2 separate regions of the Arachis hypogaea genome follow, and region 2 is linked to region 1. The links are chromatin contacts, called in public Hi-C maps. All regions are on one chromosome and are shown on one strand. Each heading gives the region's core, a stretch centred on a gene start, on an enhancer-like site or on the middle of the called end of the contact. The rest is flanking DNA. Distances are from core to core; before and after follow the strand shown.

The links. A called contact is a pair of places that touch in the nucleus more often than the background predicts.
Region 2: a contact with region 1 is called in a Hi-C map of leaf, with 1.7 times the contacts expected there. The contact joins the promoter of LOC112707387 here to the enhancer-like site in region 1. A contact is called at or near these places in 3 of 8 Hi-C or Micro-C datasets (all in leaf).

Annotation. Positions count from the first base shown.
Region 1 is chr1:106,096,177-106,100,701 of arahy.Tifrunner.gnm2.J5K5, reverse strand. No RefSeq gene overlaps it. Among protein-coding and RNA genes, the nearest start is that of LOC112707363, 17 kb to the right of the region's middle. Within about 2 kb of position 2,546, at least 3 of the 3 cell types and tissues checked have open chromatin away from gene starts, as enhancers often do.
Region 2 is chr1:106,133,768-106,138,496 of arahy.Tifrunner.gnm2.J5K5, reverse strand. LOC112707387 (squamosa promoter-binding-like protein 1) reads right to left here and starts at 1,559. Exons shown (of 10, transcript XM_025759105.3): 1 at 533-1,559; 2 at 116-300. The coding sequence starts at 1,158.

The DNA.
Region 1 (4,525 bases), core at 1,297-3,796:
TATACAATTACAACCCTTTTTTGTTCAATGAATACAAAATACCTATGCTTTAGCACCGAAACTCTAAATAGAATAGAATTTTTATATTTCTAAAAACTAAAAATAAAAATATATTTTTAAATGATTTGAATTGAACAAAAATCATTTATCCTTTAAAAATTAATATAAATATAGAATATCTAATATAATTAATTTATTATATTATTTATTCAAAAAAAAGATATTAAACATGAAAGAATAAAAATAGTAATCTAAATTTTAATTTAAAAGTTAAATTAAAATAAAGAACAAGAGAAAAAAAACATATAACAGTAGGAGAGGATTAAGATTGTTTTATAGTTGCGCAAGTAATAAGAGGCTGTTATTAATACTCCAATCGATTCTTAAAAAATATATTATATTGTTTTTATTTACCGACAAAATTTATATCGTCTGATTTTTTCGATAAAAAATCTAATAGTAACTTAATTACCGTTGGATTATATTTATTTTTTCGATAAATTCGACGGTACTTACCTTTTCTTGTAGTGAATAATAAAACTATTATATGTGTTTAAGTTAGTTATATAGAGCTAAGTACAATAAATTCATATATATATATATATATATGTTATAATAATTATGGTGATTATAATATTTTAAAAAATATTACTAAAATTAAAGTAATATTATTTTGTTGTTAAATAATTTTTTTTTTAAATATTATTTAAAAATATTATCTAAATATAAAAAAATATAATTTTAATTTTAAGAATATTTACATGTTTATTGTAATTACATAGCATGATTATATATACTAGCAGTTCAACAGATACAGATATGATAGTGCCTGTTAAGTTGTTTTTCTGTTGTTTTTAAAAAATTAATTTTTATATTTTTATTTTTAAAATTATAAATTTTATAAAATAATTTAAAAATTAAGAATGAAAAATATTTAAAAATAAATATAAAAATTATTTAAATTTTAACCGTATAAAATTTATTATTTTCAATTAAATAAGATAATTTTAAAAAATTTATTATATTATTATAATATATAATAAAATTAAGATAAATATTTATAAAGTAATTATTTATAAATATTATATAAGTTTATTTATTTATTTTTTTAATAGTGTTTAATTTAAAGTAAAGATAAAACATTATATATATTCAAAATATTCTTTAATTTTATGTATAATTCTAAATTTTATATTCAATTTATTAAATTATTTTTATGTTTTTTTAAATTATTAATTTATACTTTATTATATTTTTTATTGTATTACACACTATTATTTTTTCTTACTATTATTTTCTATACACATGTCTGTCATTGTTTTATCGCAATTGTTATATTGTTTTGTTCTTTTTTTTATTTTCTTTTTCTTCTCCCATCTTTTCTTTAATTATCACCAAGTACCATTATCACAATTTTATATCTTGTTTATTATTTTGATCTATAATTATTTTTTTTGTTAACTTTTATGAGTTGTTAAAGTGTTATTAAAAAAATTTGTTTTTGTGTCTTTTGAATATTTAAATGTATAAAAATAATATTTTAATTTTTATGTACTTGTATTCTATTAATTATTTTATTGAAAGAGTTCGATACTATCTTTATCGAAAATATTATTTTTGATATAACATTAACGCTACATAAACAAAAATAATTATCTTCAGCGGCAGAGCTACATAGAAAAAAGGAGGAAATTGCCCCCTAATTTTAATTTTTACATGTAAATTTTAGTTTAGTTCTCCTTAAAATTTTATTTTAATCTTATTTTATTGTGTAAATATTTTTTGTCACCCTCTAATATTTTATTTAGTTCTGCTGCTGATTATCTTTCACATTAATTACATGAATGGTCATAAAAAAAAACAAATATAATTATACGATTATATTGTCGATATACAAAATTAAACTCTTTATTATTATTTTCTACATTGAATTTATAAAGATATATATCAATAGATATATTAGTACCTATTAATATATTAAATATTAATAATTATAGCAGTGTCTTCACGTGGAACAAATTGAAATTTGCTTTATGGTGAGAATTACATTGTAATTAAAGTTAAGATCTCAACCACAACATAATTCAATATGTTAGAAAAGGTGGATAGGGGGTTGGCCAGAAACCTTAGAGAATACATGTTATTTTCGAAAAATTGAATTTAAGATATGACGCTTAACTGATCGGAGCAACAACTACTTGTGTTAAATTGTTTTGAAACACGATGGTGCATATTATGATAAAGAGAAAAAATAGTAAAGAGATAAAATTTTTCTTTAATAAATAATTAAAACTTATTTAAGAGAATGTGTCATTTTAAAATAAATTATACATTTCTTTTCATTTTCTCCACACACAAACTTTTTTATTATAGGATTGTCCTATTATATTACAAACTCTTCACACCTCAATGGTTTTCTGATTTTTTTTTTTCAGTTTTTTCTTGGACAAGTTTTCAGTTTTTTCTTCTTTCCTTGGGTGAATCAGGGCCTAAGCCCAAATTGTTTTCAAATTCTACAACTCGCCCAAAGTAATTACCAAAAAGAAAAAGAAACCCAAAGTGATATTGTAATTTAGGTCCAATATAATGAAGACTCAACTCTATGAGTCGGTCCCTTTAATGAAAACTAAAAGGTTGGAAATATGAAATATCTAGTATTAGATTGTACTTAAGTCCAAAAATATCAGCCCATTCAAATGTACAAAAAAAATAAACCAACTTAGATTGATCGAGTGGTTAATTTACTTTTCCGTTTAAAAAAATATCGAGAATTCGAATCTTGCTATGAACAACAAAAAAGATCCCAAAAAAATAAAAAAATTTATAAATTAAGAATAAGAGACGACAAAAAAGATAAAAATTGATAATGGAACTAAAAGTAAAAAATTATGGAATTAAATGACTTATTATTAGTCACTTTATTATTATTTACAAGTTTAATTTAAAAAAATTGAAGGAACTAGGAGGACATGCTCAAGTACATTGATATTCTTTTCACTTTTGATTCGGGTCATAAAATTGCGTTATTCATTACTTCATATAATGGGACTAAAAAAAAGTTTAAAATACTAATATTTTTATTAAAATTTCATTCTCATTTCTCTTTTCTCACTTTATATCACATTCTCTAATCTTTTTAGGAATATCTATTATCAATTATTAAATTGTAGCGAACAAGATTATAAGAATCGAACCAATTATTGAATCGGTTAAATAACTGGTTCAATAGTTCAGTGATCTAACCGTAGTCGAATCGTAATAGAACCAGTTTTGTTAAATATAAAATAAAATTATTAAAAATATAATATAAATCTTTTAAAATTTAAATTCAATCATTCATATAATAATAAATTTTAAAATTTCATAACCCATCCACTAACTGAACTATATCTCATTTCATCATTAAAATTCTATATTCAAATTCAAACATCAAAATTTATAACTAAAAGAAATCATGGCATAAAATACTATATTCATATTCAATAGACAATCACCAACATCGATAATTACTTAATTAGACAAAATTCACTCAATTAATGCCAAATTACCTATTAGAAATTGCTATAAACCAATCTCAACAGTAACATTTTTTCAAGATGTGCAAAACAAACCATTCCCTGTCCCTTAAAACCCAACTTCATGTTTCAGAAAAAATATCCTAATGATTTAGGACATTAAAGAAATATTCTACATAGTCAATAATAATTTAGAAATTAAAGAAAAAATATTTTTATCATGTATTTACCTAAATCACTAGAATATTACAAACTTTTATAGTACTCATAACATCTTTTAAGCCATTTTTTAAAAATTATTTTGTATAGAATAAAATATTTTTTAATTGTTTTATATGGAATAAAATATTTTCTTTCATTTCTAAAATATTATTGACTATGTAGAGTATTTTATTTAAAATTTGAGTACATACATGTATTTACCTAAGTTATTAGAATATTACAAATTTTTATAGTACTCCTAACATTTTTTAAACAATTTTTTTTAAATTGTTTTGCATAGGATCAAATATTTTTTGTAGTATAATTTAAAAATATTTATTAAAAAATTTTAGTAAAAAATATTCATGAGCTATTAAAAATGGACAAAAGAGTAAAGTATGGAATTCGAATTGATAGCTCATTAATATTTTAAAGAAGTCTCGTAATTAAATATTTCGTTAGCTTTTTTTTAATGTATAAAATAAAATATATATTTTTTATTTTTAAATTATTAATTTTTTAATAAGTGTATAATTCGAACCAGTTGGTTCGAATTAGTGTGTGCGTGTGTTTGTGTATAATTCGAACCAAGCTGGTTCGAATTAGTATGTGCATGTATTTGTGTATAATTCGAACCAAGCTGGTTCGAATTATATAGAAATAGAGTTCGAATCAGGGTCGTTCGAACTACATATAAATGTGCATTGATGGATTCACTAAGTAGATTTTGATTTGGCGGATTTGTGTAAAATTTTGCTGCTTTTGGTTTATTATTGTGATTTGCCTTATTAATTAAGTATATCATAAAA
Region 2 (4,729 bases), core at 310-2,809, 39 kb before region 1:
CAGCACACTAACCAAACAACTAAATACAAAGGCATTCCAAGCAGAAACACTAACCAAACAACTAAATACAAAGGCATTCCAAGCAGAAAAGACTTTTGATGACACAAATACTCACAATGCATATTGGACAGTATCCGTAACAAACTCATCAACAGATAGCTACTACCCCTTTCACCATTCAGAGAACCTCCATTAACTCCAGCTGCATCAGGATGCGTTTTCCTCCTCCTCCTATTGTGGCCTGCCAGACGCCTACGACAACTCCGCTTCCCTTCATCAAACTCCTCAAGCGCATGAAACCTGCCATTAATTTAGCAAGTTGGCATCCAACTTCAGTACTAAAGTAAATGCCCTGGAAAATTTTCCTTTTTTTCAATCAAAACAAGTTCTTTTGAACAACTTCCACTTAGTAGTAATCAACTAAAGTTCTTAAAAAACTTGACACAGCACAGACACCTGACTACTCATTATTTTGATGATCATGTAACAAATCTGAAATCTGAATCTGAAAGAATTGATCAACCAAACTAACCTGCTACACTGTTGACAAAACCGCTGCATAACATTTCCCACAAGGGCCTTAGTAGCTTTAGAATGCACATCACAAACTTTATGTCGACGGTGGTAATCCTTTGCACCACTAAGATCAACCCTACAATCTTGTACCTGACAAACTGCACGGTTAGAAGTTGTAGCAGCTGTCTCTACTACCTTTGTCTTCTTTCCACTTTTCTCATCCCCTTCCACCATGATTGGGTAAACCTGAGCTCCAAGATTCAAATTAAGAGAACTACCACCACCACCTCCTCCTCCTCCTTCATCATTCAGCTCCTCCCTTTCTTCGCCTTCACCTATTACAACAGCTCTTCTCTTCTTCTCCAACTCTCTCTTCCCTTCTTCAACAGGGTTGATTGAAGAAGAGATACTGTTAGATGCATTAATAGCATTATTATTTGCATGAATCTCAGGATTTGGTGGGAAAAATTGGCGGCTTCTACAATCTGATGGAACCGAATTGAGTTGTTGAGCAGTGAAGAGATCACCGTCCCATCTCCAATCGTTCAAATCCCACTCCAAACTCCTCTTCCCAACACCTTTCATTTCTGGAACCACAGCTCCATATAAAAACTGATTCTTTCCCCCAAATCTGGCTTCCATAAATCAAAATCCAAGAAAATTAACAATACCCAGTTCAATGATTGATGCAACAAAGGGTCACAGACAAACAAAAATTCCCAATTCCAGCACCCACCTGCGGAAACCACATCAGGAAAGAACAAAATACAAAAGGGTCACAACCTAGAACATCAAAATTGGAACTTGTTTGAGCATTTTGACTCGAGCATGAAAATTTTTTACATGGGAGAAGAAAAGAGGAGAGAGAAAAGGGTGAGAAAGAAGGAAGATGGAAGTGCTGGGCTTAAAAAAGGGACAAGGATGGAAAATTAGGAGAAGATTAGGAAAGAGTCTGATATGCGTTATTGCGATTATCAAATTGAGGTTTCTGTTTCTGTTGTGCTGTGATGACTGCTCTCAGACACGGACAGTTACTGTAGCACACTATAACCCTTTTTTCTTTTTTCTTTTTTCTTTTTTTTTTCTCCCTAATTTCTTGTAGTCAATTTTTTTTTAATTCTTAAGTAAACTATTAAAATGGCATCTGAAATGACAAAAAATTTTAAAGGACACTAACAATAAATAAACCTCTGCAAATTTTAGAAACATGATAAAAAAATATATATTAAATATTAAATATATATTTAAAAACAATTTTAAAAATTAATTTAATTATAAATTTTTGCAATCATAATTAAAAAAATAAAATTTTTTATTCTTAAATTTTAATTTTTTTGTCAAGTGAATTTTTTTTAAAAAGAATTTATTGTGAATAATTATTTTTTTTGAAAAAAAAACTTAGATATCAAATTTTGTTTTAATTTTTTTTGTGCACTTTCTAAATATTTATTCAAATATTACCACAAAAATTTAGACTTAATGAATAAGTCGTTTGTTAAATATAAAAGTTTTTATCATATTTTCAAAAATTATAATATTTATTGGTTCTTTTTGTCGTATTTTCAAATCATTTAGAAATTGTTTTGTTGATAAGTCAATAACATCTTTCATAAACCTTTTTGTTAATGACAGAATCTTTCGAATATTGAATTAATAGTTAACTTTTTATGCTTTTCCAAATATTACAAAATATATTATTATATAATATTATATAATAAATCTATTATGTAGTTTTTATTTCATTTCTTTTTTATATTTATATTTTATTTTACTCATTTTTAATTAGTAAAATATTTTTATGATATTTTTAGGATAAAATATCTTTTTATTTTTAAAATTTGTCAAAAATTTAAAAAGTATTACCTCGAAATGAAGTTTTAAATTTAATGTATGCAGATTTAAATTATATTTTGTATAAAAAATGATTGAAGAAATGAGGTTGTTTCGATTTAAGAGAGACAATTTTATTTTAGAGAGAACTAATTAAATTTTATTATTTTGTATAAATTTTAAAAGAAATTAAAATTAAATATTAAAATAATAAATATCGTATTTAGTCTCACATTATTATTTATGATATATAATTTTATAAATACAGATATAGTATTTTATAAAAAATTAATTTTGATATACCGTCAGTGTAAAGTAATATGTACGCCATATATAAAAATACTTGCCTTTCATATTAACTGCATAAATAATCATCCAAAAGAACGATATAATTATACGATTATGTAATATGTTTTACATTGTCAATCTATTAAAATTAAACTCATTTATAATATCTAAAATAAAATTGAACTGAAATCGAATATTAAAAATAATGTTTATGTTAAAAATTCCTTGTTTAAGAGACATAATAATTAACCAAAAAAAGCAGAGGTATTTATTTTGACTTATTACTTTAATTTGGTTAGACTCTTTTGATCATCTCATAAAATATGAAGTGAACTATTTGGTACCTGTGATTCCGAATATAAGAATAATATAGAAATTCTCATTGTTTTATTCTTTCTAATTCCATTTCTAATTTAAAAGTAAAAATGAAATTGCAAAAAATTTATGATGCATTATGCAATACAGTGTCGTATTCCTTGGAACCAAAAACACACTGTCATATTCCTATATTCCTATATCTTGAGTCCTCAAATTTTCATTTTACTTCGTAGCCAAACACGGCCCTTAAAATGTCATCATATTACTACTACTTTTTTTAAGGGAAGGGAATCTCTTCTGTTCTCTCTCTGCCACCAACCAAGTTTATGTCTCTCTCACTGTTGTTCTATTCAAAGTTTAGAACCATTGTCAAATTTTCCGAAACCAAAATCAACCTTTGTAAATGACCATGCGGGATCTCTTGACGGTTTGATTGTGACCTTTTTTGCGTGTGAACACACTCAAATGTAAATTGGGATACTCATCAAATCATCCTCTGATCCAGTGCCAATGGGCAATAGCCTTTTTCATCTTATGTTTCTTTTTTTTTTATTTTCCTTCTCCCTTTTATAATTTATGTGGGTCAAAAGTGACTATTAATATATCTTTTATTCAACATATAATAATAATAATAATAATAATAATAATAATAATAATAATAATAATAAAGATGTTGAATACTTTATTTTCATGATTAATAGTCTTGAGCTTAAGTTTTAAAAACATAAAATATATTTTATAAATATCTTATTATATGAAAAAAGTATTTAATTAAATTTCTACCATGTTCTTTTATATTTATAATTTTTATTATTTTAGTCTTTTAAATTTAAAATTTTTTATATTGATCTTTGAGACTTGATTCTAGATACTATATTAGTGTTTTGATTTTTTCTAGTAGTGAATTAAAAATGAATTACTAAGTTAGCTCTTACTTACTACGCTAGACGCAAAGCTAAACAAAAAGACAAAGAAGAGTTTATACAATTTACAAATCGTTTTATCTTTCCTATTTTTCAAAAGAGGCTTATTTTTTTGGTTATGGAAGATGTAAATGTGTTGTGCCGGGTTATGGATGATGGAGGTGTTAGACCAATTTGTGGGACAGCTTTTTGCTCAGAGTTGGTGTTAAGAAATCGGACTATACGATTTCATTGTTTTTAAATTTTTGTAAGCAAATCGAATGGTTCGTTTTGCATGGAGGGAAGATCTAAAATTCACATAAAGCTTATCGGACCCTGCGATTTGTGCATGAATAATTTTTTTTTACTTTCCCTAACTGAAATCGGATGGTCCGTTTTCATTGTTAATGAATTTTTTGAATTAAGTTCAGCAACTCGCTGGGTTTGAGTTATGCACGAATAAATTTTTTTATTTTCCCTAAATGAAATCGGATGGTACGTTTTCATTATTATATATATATATTTTTTAATTAGGTAAAACAACTCGTTTGCTCCGAGTTGTGTGTGTGTATATATATACATGCGAAGGTGTGTAAATCGTAATTAGCAGACCAGATCTAACATTCTTCATCTTCTTCGACTTCTCTTCTTCTTTCTCATGGTCTGGTGTATATCTGGTTGGCTTGGAAAAAAAAGTTGATAGTGAACAGGGACGGACATAAGGGGAGGCGAGTGGCGGCCTCGGCCCCCCAACTTTTTTTAATAGTAATAAGTTATTATGTATAATTTAATTTTTTTTAAAAATTATTTATTATTTAGTCTAGTATAAATAAAAGTTCAATCTAATTTAAATATTAATAAATTTTAATATCTAA